Linked DNA regions of Sus scrofa: all the other regions are linked to region 2. The links are chromatin contacts, called in public HiChIP or PLAC-seq and promoter capture Hi-C maps. All regions are on one chromosome and are shown on one strand. The core of a region is the stretch at or near the end of the contact, and the rest is flanking DNA. Distances in the headings are between cores, read along the strand shown. Region 1 holds the start of NEMF (nuclear export mediator factor NEMF). Region 2 holds the start of ATP5S (ATP synthase subunit s, mitochondrial). Region 3 overlaps NIN (ninein).

The links. Promoter capture Hi-C pulls out the DNA fragments that hold promoters and counts their contacts. HiChIP or PLAC-seq counts read pairs in DNA pulled down with a chosen protein or histone mark.
Region 1: a promoter capture Hi-C map of fetal liver shows a contact between it and region 2, with 2.4 times the contacts expected there. The contact joins the promoter of NEMF here to the promoter of ATP5S in region 2. A contact is called at or near these places in 1 of 5 promoter capture datasets (fetal liver), 9 of 47 Hi-C or Micro-C datasets (embryonic fibroblasts, epiblast stem cells, heart right ventricle and 4 more) and 2 of 2 datasets of contacts at active chromatin or transcription factors (alveolar macrophages and skeletal muscle).
Region 3: an H3K27ac HiChIP or PLAC-seq map of alveolar macrophages shows a contact between it and region 2. The contact joins the enhancer-like site here to the promoter of ATP5S in region 2. A contact is called at or near these places in 8 of 47 Hi-C or Micro-C datasets (alveolar macrophages, embryonic fibroblasts, fetal heart ventricle and 5 more) and 2 of 2 datasets of contacts at active chromatin or transcription factors (alveolar macrophages and skeletal muscle).

What each region holds. Positions count from the first base shown.
Region 1 is chr1:179,669,746-179,672,631 of Sscrofa11.1, forward strand. It overlaps NEMF (nuclear export mediator factor NEMF), which reads right to left and starts at 1,480. Exons shown (of 33, transcript XM_001924630.5): 1 at 1,155-1,480; 2 at 226-294; 3 at 5-107. The coding sequence starts at 1,213.
Region 2 is chr1:180,067,765-180,070,941 of Sscrofa11.1, forward strand. It overlaps ATP5S (ATP synthase subunit s, mitochondrial), which reads left to right and starts at 1,393. Exons shown (of 5, transcript XM_013993389.2): 1 at 1,393-1,543. The coding sequence starts at 1,408. L2HGDH (L-2-hydroxyglutarate dehydrogenase, mitochondrial) reads right to left here and starts at 1,404. Exons shown (of 10, transcript XM_001926818.5): 1 at 1,162-1,404. The coding sequence starts at 1,301.
Region 3 is chr1:180,527,296-180,530,179 of Sscrofa11.1, forward strand. It overlaps NIN (ninein), which reads right to left. Exons shown (of 34, transcript XR_002346861.1): 13 at 2,700-2,836; 14 at 2,243-2,383; 15 at 1,810-1,984. Among named protein-coding and RNA genes, the nearest start is that of NIN, 93 kb to the right of the region's middle. Within about 2 kb of position 1,541, at least 4 of the 83 cell types and tissues checked have an H3K27ac peak or open chromatin away from gene starts, as enhancers often do. A contact at or near this core is called in alveolar macrophages, where this site is marked.

The DNA.
Region 1 (2,886 bases), core at 230-2,729, 400 kb before region 2:
TTACCTTCATGGCAAAGCTAGATGGCATCATATTCTTAGGCCACTCAAATTCTGTCGTGTGAATTCGTATGCCAGATTCAAGTAAAAGTGTAGCTTTAAAGTCTGGTCTGTAGAAGGAAAAAGTCAAAATTTTCTTTAGGGCATTTGCCAGCGCTAACTCATGTTTAAAAAAAAAATCTCATATTTAATTACAAAACATCTAATAAGCCTACAAAATGCTCTTACTTTTGAAGACGAATAAGATATGTCTTATTATCCACATCGTAAACATTGTTTACTCTCATTCCTAGCAAGCTGCAAAAAGAAAGGAAACATATAACAAATCATAGTACCACTTGAAACATAAAACCTCACACAATTTAAATCTGTAGGCGGAAGTAGAGTCTTCGAAAAAGGAGATCTTCGACTCTAAAGACAGGGACTCAAACAGGGAGCACAATCTGAACGCCATCAGGCACTCAGCTCAAAACTTGAATTTAACTACTTTAGAACAAAAATGGCTTATCAGCTCTAGGAATACCATACAACGCATTGAGTCTTTAAAATGATCCAACATTTTCTAAGGAAATATAGTAAATCGATTCCACTTAATTTATTTTAAAAGAAAAAACGCAAACAAGACCCTGGGAAATATGACAAAGCTCAAATATGACAGGTGAATAATAGAGACCAGACTAGACGCCAAATCTCACGCGAATCTGCTACCTCCAGCTAAAACGGCGATACTGGTCTGTCTTTGGGATGAGGAAGAGAGTCTAACAAACTAAGGGTCGGGTCTGGAAACCTCTGGAGCAAATGACTACTCTGGCGTCCTGGCGTCCAACTGGCGTGTCGGTTTTCACTAAACGTAGCTGCCAGACCCAGGCGACTCAGGACAGTAAGACGTGAACCCGCCAGAAGCTGACTTAAGACCTGGCAAGACTAGCAGCACATGAGGCACTCAGCTGCTGGGGTCCCCCGGGTCCCCCCCGCCCGGGTATCCTGAGGGCCCGGGAAAGATGTCACGCGCTCGCCCACTCAGGCCTAACCAGGTCCATAAAGGGCTGCACTGGGGGGACCGAGGGGAAACACCAGGCCAGTCTTGTCTCCACCGTGGGGCTGCGACTCTGCCTCCTGCACTCCCCGCACGAGCCTGGTCACCTATCGTACAGTACCTGGCATTCAGCTCGGCTAGTACCGCGCAGAGGTCAATAGTGCTAAAGCGAGTCTTCATGGCGAGGTACGAGAGAAGATTCTGCAGCTTCCTCCACTGCCGGCCTGACTCGACGCCGCTACTCTTATGCGCAGGCGCACTTGGCGGATCTACGGCCGCGCAGAAGGGCCAATATTCCTTGAAGCGAACGTGTTTGCATCGCTTTAGTGAAGTGTTTGAGTGTCAGGCCGTCATCAATTTGTTTTTCGTTGCTGGTTTTCGCACCAAAACCACTCGAAATAGATCCAAACTGTTCTCTTGAAACTGCATTCTTTCCTGAAAAGCTTACGGACTAGTTTAGTGACTTTGCCCCCTTGTGTTTCGGGACTCAAACCAGCCTCCATAGTGACCCCTGCTGGTCGTAACAATTTATGAGAGGAGTACTGGAAGCATTTCCCCAGGCGGGTAGTGAGGCTCTGTGTATCAAAGCCAGGAGGACCCCTTTTCCTGCAGCTTACTGTTTTGAAATTTAACCGAAGTGGATTATTTCATTTGCCCTACAGGCGCCCTCAATGATCAAAGCAAACCAACTCTCAATAAGGAGTTCCTTTTTTGATGAGTCTTGCTCTCCAAAGACCATTTTGCCATTATTGTGGGATTCTCATCCAATCTAACTGTTGGGAATCCCCTTTTGGGACTCAGCAGGGGGTCTCAGCGTAGTACCTGGTATACAATAGGGGTTCCATAAATGATCGGCAATCAAAATATTCAAATATTTCGCTAGATAATGGTGAAATAAGATAAAAATAAAAATAAGACAAGGTTGCCCCGCCAAAGGGGTTTCAAGGGTCGTGCAAGAATGGTTTTTTGTTTTTGCACTGTAATAAATACTTGGGAAGAAAGCAATTTTAAGATAAGAACTCAAAAGAGACAGGGTCTCGCTATGTTGCCCAGGCTGGAGTACAGTGGCTATTCACAGGCGCGATCCCACTACTGATCAGCACGGGAGTTTTGACCTGCTCCGTTTCCGACCTGGGCCGGTTCACCCCTCCTTAGGCAACCTGGTGGTCCCCCACTCCCGGGAGGTCACCATATTGATGCCGAACTTAGTGCGGACACCCGATCGGCATAGCGCACTGCAGCCCAGAACTCCTGGGCTCAAGCGATCCTCCAGCCTCAGCCTCCCGAGTAGCTGGGATTACAGGCGCGCGCCACCGCGCCCGGCAAGAAATCTGGACCTAGGAGGATTCTAGAGCCTACAGACTGAGTGTCGTGAGCAGCAAAATTCTCACCAGTAGACGGCGACTCTTAAGTTAAAAGGGCGCGTTCAGCATTTCAAAAGAAACCAGGAATTGCAGACTCCAAGAGGCTGCTGTAACACATATAGCGCAGCACTACTGCATCAAATGGCACAGTAAATCATGCAGAATAGCTCAAGATATGAAATAAGCTATTTGGAGGGTTTAGGATAGACTGTAGCCAAAACCGTAAAAGCGACAGGTCTAACTGTACATAAACAATACTAAAGTTCTTATATTGACAGTAAAGGCATTCCCCAAAGAATGCCTAAATATTTTGCATAAAATGCAATACATGTGTAAACTCCACATTGAAAGGGACAAAACTTAGATGCAGAAGTTCCAGGGGGCCAGGGATGGAACCCACACCACAGTGACAAATGCCAGATCCTTAACCCACTGCACCATCAGGGAACTCTCTCAGATACTTCTCTATATACAAAAACTGAAAGACTT
Region 2 (3,177 bases), core at 143-2,642:
ATAGAAACACACACAAATACACAAATGAGTGCATTTAAATGATGAAATCTGAACAAGGTCTATGGATTGTACCAACGTCAATTTCCTAGTTTTGATACTGTATTACAGTTATGTAAGATGTTATTATTGGGGTAAATTGGGTGAAAAAGGCTACATGAGTACTCTCTGCTCTTTTTAAACTTCCTATGGATCTTTAATTACCTCAAAATAAAAAGTATAAATGAAACTTCACTCACCTTACTTTTCTTCTCTTAAGAAAAAGTTCCTAAAAGAACTGTCTACATACCCACACGATGAATCACTAAATCCTATTCCACTCTAACCCCTCTCCAATCTACTAATACATAGCAGCCAGAGTCAACTTTTGAAACATCAACATTTAATCACTTCTTAGAAATCCTCTAAAAGACTCCTAGCGGTCTTAGAACAAGGTTTCATACATAGTTAACACAAAAACCCTGCTGTGGTGCAGCCCCTCTCCACACGGTCTCTGTTCCTCTAAGCTCCAGTCACACTGATCTTGCTCACATTCTAGTTCTCTCAACAACCAAGAACTTTCCAGCTTTGAAACCTTCGCATAAACCATTCCCTCTACAGATAGCAGAGAAAGTCTCCAAACTTCGAATCACAGGATGCTGAATTCTGCAGGGTTTGCCTAGCAACTAACTGAGCTGCTTCTCACAGGGGCAACTCTATGCAGCATGTGTGTGCCAAGAACTGATTTAAGACCGGTTTCAGACCTTCCAAGTAAAACCATGGAGGCCAGCGAATAAACAGCCTATTTGATTGTTTACAGTGTGCTAGGTCCTTTAATCCCGCAAACGACCACCTACGCAATAGACTAGGATCCTATTCACAGCTGAGCCTTTAAGGAGCTTAAGTAACCCTCCCAGAGTGGACTAGGAGGTGGTGGATTTGTATTCAAAGCCTCAAGTATTCTTGACCTCTACTCAACACTGCCTTTCTTACTCTTTTCCTCACAGACACTACGAACGATTCCAGCAGGTAGCTCCTGGGATCAGAGGTTGGAGCCCGGGCTGCACAAGATCTCGACCTTCTCTCGCGCCTAGGACAGGGAAACAGAGCAAGGGCAGAGGTCCAGCACCAGGCACTTCTGAGAGAAGCAGCGCAAGCGGCGGGGGCGGGCCAGCGGCTACTCACCTGGTGCTGGCTCTGCGGCCACCTTGGCACAACAGCCAGAGGTTCCCTGGCGCGGGCGCGCCAGCAGCGAGGAAGCCTCCGGAGAAAGCCCCGCGGGCACGTCCGTAGACGCTGCCCAGGTAACGCAGCGCCGGCACCATCACCGGTGCCCCACTCCTACCCTGCCTCAAGCCCCAGAAGCGGCCCTGGATCCCAGCACTGCCCAAGTCCCAGTGCTGTCTAGCCCCGCCTCTTGCGCAGGGGCCAATGAGAGGCGCGCCTTTGCCTCACGTGGGAGCCGCCATTAATGGCCAATGGGCGCGCGCGGCAAAGGGCGAAGGGCAGGCCGGCGCTACCGTAGACGCCAGGGACGCTCACTCGCTCCCTCCCTCCCTTCGACGCTGTGAGTAAGGAGCTAGTCCCCGAGCGGGGCGGGACTAGGGGGTGGTTACGCTCTGCCTTTTCCCTTCTGCCCTAGCTGGGCAGACTGAAAATCTGGCGTGCCGACTCTCGCGTCCTCGACTTCGCTGCCGAGTGGACTCGGGGCCGCGAGAGAAAGTCGGGGGATGATTATGGAAAAAATTTTGGTTTGGGCAGGCCCAACAACCTCCCTTTTCTAGGCCCCGCCTTCTCAACCTCCCTCTGTCTGCGACTCTCGAAGCCCAGCCCCGCGTCACTCAAGGCCCCGCCCCGCACCGGAGGCCCCACCCCCTCTCAACCCCTCTCCACGTCACTCAAGGCCCTTTGCTGGGCACCGCAGTCTCCCACCCACGTAGGGGCGCTCGCTGCCCCGCCCTAGCTTCATTCGAACCGAGGGTCTGTCATGGCAACGCCTGTTAGCCTGCAGTTTCCTGGACTTCTATATATGGGCCTCCTAGCGCGTCATTCTTTCAGTCATTTATTGGTCCTTTAAATATTAAGAGGCTTGGTGAACCAGAGGGCTTGGTCTCTATAATTATTTAGCAATCTGTTTCCTTTTCTTAAATCCTGGACCGAGATACAGTTTTAAATATGCTGTGCGGGGCTAAGAATAGCGACTCACCTGTGCAGGTCACTTCAGATCTGTTTATCTGTAAAATGAAGGAAGTGGACTATGTGATCTTTGAAAGACCTTTGTAAAACTACGTGATTCTGTATCGCTATGCCTGTTTATCGCTATGCTCCCTATGCTTGATGGAAGTTTTTAATCTTTAGGGTCAGGACAGCTGAAGGGAACGAAAATAGAATGATGTAGCCTTATTGCTGGAAGGGCTTGATACCTCTCTGAATTTGGCTCCACTTATTAATCAGGTAGCTTGGGGAAGTCATTTCACCTCTTCGCCTCAGAACCTCCTCTGTGAACTAGGAGTTCTCCCTCATAGGGCTTTTTTTGCAGATTATATGATATAAGGCTTATCAGATGTTTAGCACAGAAAAGTGTTCAATAAAATGATGGCTTTTGTTATGTTTAAATGGTTTTATCACCTGGACAGTTGTACATATTTTCTTTATTTGTGAAGACATTGTGGAATGTTACCTGCTCGTTCATCACAAATGAAAAAAAAAGAAATAGTTTTTAGTTCGATTTTTCATTTTGAGCTAATTGTAGATTCCCATGTAGTTGTAAGAAACAGTCAAGTGATAACATCTTCTAAAATGATCATACAATATCACAACCAGGAAAATGACATCGACACAGGCCATGGATCTTATTCAGGTACCCCTCGTTTTACATGTATGTATGTAGTTCTGAATACTTCTATGGCATATGTATGTAGATTCTTGTATCCACAAGTCAAGCTGTAGCACAGTGCCATCACCACCAGGATCCCTCTGCTGGCGGGACACCCTCTTCCCCTTTCTCTTCTCCCTCTAAAGTTTTGTTATGTCAGGAATGTTATAATAAATGGAATTATATAGTATGTAATTTTCTGGAATTGGCTTTTTCACTCGGTGTAATCCCTTGAGTTCCATCCAAATTGTTGCATGTATTGATAGTTTATTCTTTATTACTGAGTAGTAGTTCATGGTATGGACATAACACAGCATGTTTAACCA
Region 3 (2,884 bases), core at 291-2,790, 460 kb after region 2:
CGGCATTGCAGCAGAAAATTTAAGGACATGAAAAACATTTTAATAGATTGTCAAATGAAAGAAAACTGGTTGACGAATACTTTATTCATCTGACAGCAAAAGAGAACTCAGAAAAACTATAAAAAGTAAAATAACTCTAATAATTTTCATTTAGTGATGATACCAATGGTTAATATGTAATTTATAGTTTTATTTTTGTTTAAAGATGTAAAAACTACACATGCATGTTTTTTATAATGTGTATGTTTAAGTTTTTATAATATCAACTGAAGTACACTAAAGATGGCTTTTTTTCCTCTGTATATAAAATACCTTTTAGCTTTTTACCCACATTAAAAAAACAAAACAAAACCACATGGATGTGTCATTTCACATACTTTCTATTCCAATACTAAAGGCTGACTGGAAGAATTTTGTTTCTGAAGTATATTTTGCCAAAAGAATATAGAGCCCAATATATTTTTAATACAGTCTTATTCACACCCTCACACAGAAACATGGATTGAAAAAGAATGTGCTTGAAGTGTTTTTTTTTCCCAGAAAACTACCTTCTCCCAAAATGCCAAATCTACAATTCTAATATTTCAAAGTATGTCTAAATTTGATGTTAAAACAATCAAGAGCAATCCCTGTGCATCAGGCCTTTGTTGATGCTCTGGAAACTGACAAATCAGATTCCGTTGCCAACCACAGGGAACACACAGTCAGGACCATGGCAGAGAAGACAGATGTGGATACAACAATCTGTGAGGTGACAGAAAATGTGCTATCTTCTGGCAAGAAAAAAACTAAGTGTAATAGCAACAAAAAAGTCATTTGGCCTGCAGTGTTGGAAAAAGCAGTGAAGGAACCTAAAAGCCCATTGAGGAACTGAGACAGCTGCTGGCAGGTGCAGCAGGGGTGGTGGCAAGGCACTGAGAGTTGCTGGCAGGACCCAAGGTTAGAAAGGTATGAGGACAGGCCCCTCTTCAAGGCCCTTCAGTGCTGCCATGTTGTGCTTTTACAAAGGGTACCGTGTTCTTTAGTAAGTAACTCTGGTGGCGATATGGACATTGCATAGATGCAAAAAAAAAAAAAACAAAAAAAAACAAAGGGGGGGTTCGGATAAGTTAGCTGAGAAATCATAATGAAGTAATCTATTCAGAAGCTGTGGACATGGAGAGATGGGATAAATCTCAGAAGCATTTCAAACCATCAACAGGACTCAGAAACTGATAAGTGAGGTTGACTGAGGACTTAGCTTCTATGACTTACAGCATAGAATGATGAGACCTTGATCAAGGTTTTCTGTAAGTACTGGTATCCAGATTGGAACCAGACAGTCTTGAGTCCAGACCTCCCCCTAACCCTGACTACTCTTCATCTCCAGACGACACTGTACCATATGATCAGGTGTCAGAGTCTAATAAAGGGAAGGATCACTTCCTCTGCTGAGGCACAGGGAAGGAGAGGAGAATGGATAAGGGCAACAATACATCTGGAAGCAGAGAAAGAAAGCTGATGGCCTCTGTGTGGCAGGAAATAAAGCCAGCTGAGAATGAGGAAGTTGGAGGGCACAAGGAAGGGAGAGAGCCACAGCCAAGTGCCAAACAGCCCTGAGAACCCAGTGCAACTTCAAGGAGTAAGAACAAGACATGCTGTTGGCAAACCAGAAGCTTGGACACCCCTGAAAACTAGATCCCAGTGGGGGCTCTACCATGTCTGGGTCATGACCCAGCCAGGCAGACCGAGAAACCCAGGGCAGACCTGTGGTTTTCCATGTGGTATTCCCAGCAGGGACACGGACCACAGAACCAATTGGATAATTACCTTTAAAGAGAGGGCAAGGCGGTCCCGGATGTAATTTTCTTCTGTTTTTGCTTTTTCAATTTCCTGTTCAAGTTCCAAACGCTGCTTGCCCACCTGCTGCAGAATCTGCTCTCTCTCCTTTCGCAGCTCGTTCTTTAAGGCTGCTATTCGCTCTTTGTACTCTTCATCCAGTTTCCTGTGAGGAAGAAAGACTGACAAGCTGCCACCAAATCCCTCAGAGATGCCTATGTGGGTCCACCAAGAATGGAAACACAGAGTCACAGAGATGGGAAACTCCTTGATTAAAGTGTCTAGGGAGTCCTGTTTTCCTTCAGGCTTGGCCACACCCAAGTCATTCCAGCCGGGAGTGGCCAAGGAGGCAGGCAGGCTGGCTGAGCCCCACTGCCCTGGGCCAGGGTGATGGGAAAGAAGGGACCTGGCCCTACCGTCACACCTGAGGTTGTACTCATTCCGCCGCTCTATGGCTGCATGGTGATCATCCACCTCTGAGGCCATTAGAGACTTGAGCTTCTCAGCTTTGTCCAGATCTGACCGTAGCTTCTCTTTTTCTCTGACCACTTGATCAACTCGCTCCCTAGAAATAGATATTAACCAAGTATAAGGGAAACTGTTTCTAAGCAACAGGTAGACCCAAAAAGCTCTCATCTGGCTTGCTTCAATACAAAAACAAAACCAAGACAACCAAAACCCGTCCAAAGCACAAAGACATTCCACAGCCCTCTTCAAAAGCCTACATGCAAATCTAAGCTCTGCCTCGTTCTCACACAAGTGAGAAGACAGATCAGCCTCCTTTGCGTACAGATTGGAAGCATGTATGTCACAGGTATGGGAATGGCTTGCTCCCCAAGTAGGAAAGGGAATGGAACAAGTGAACTTTCTGTTCAACTCACAGCAAATGCCGGATCTCAGCCTTAAAGCTGGCCAGAGCCGCCTGGTGAATGTTGTTCTTGGTAACCAAAAGCTCATTTTCAAGAGCCAGCGTCAATTCTGTCAAGTTGACATTTCCATCAAGGCTGAAATCCAAGGCCTAGAAATCAGAACAAGTTCAAGATAATCACAAGTTCTATCCTCTCAA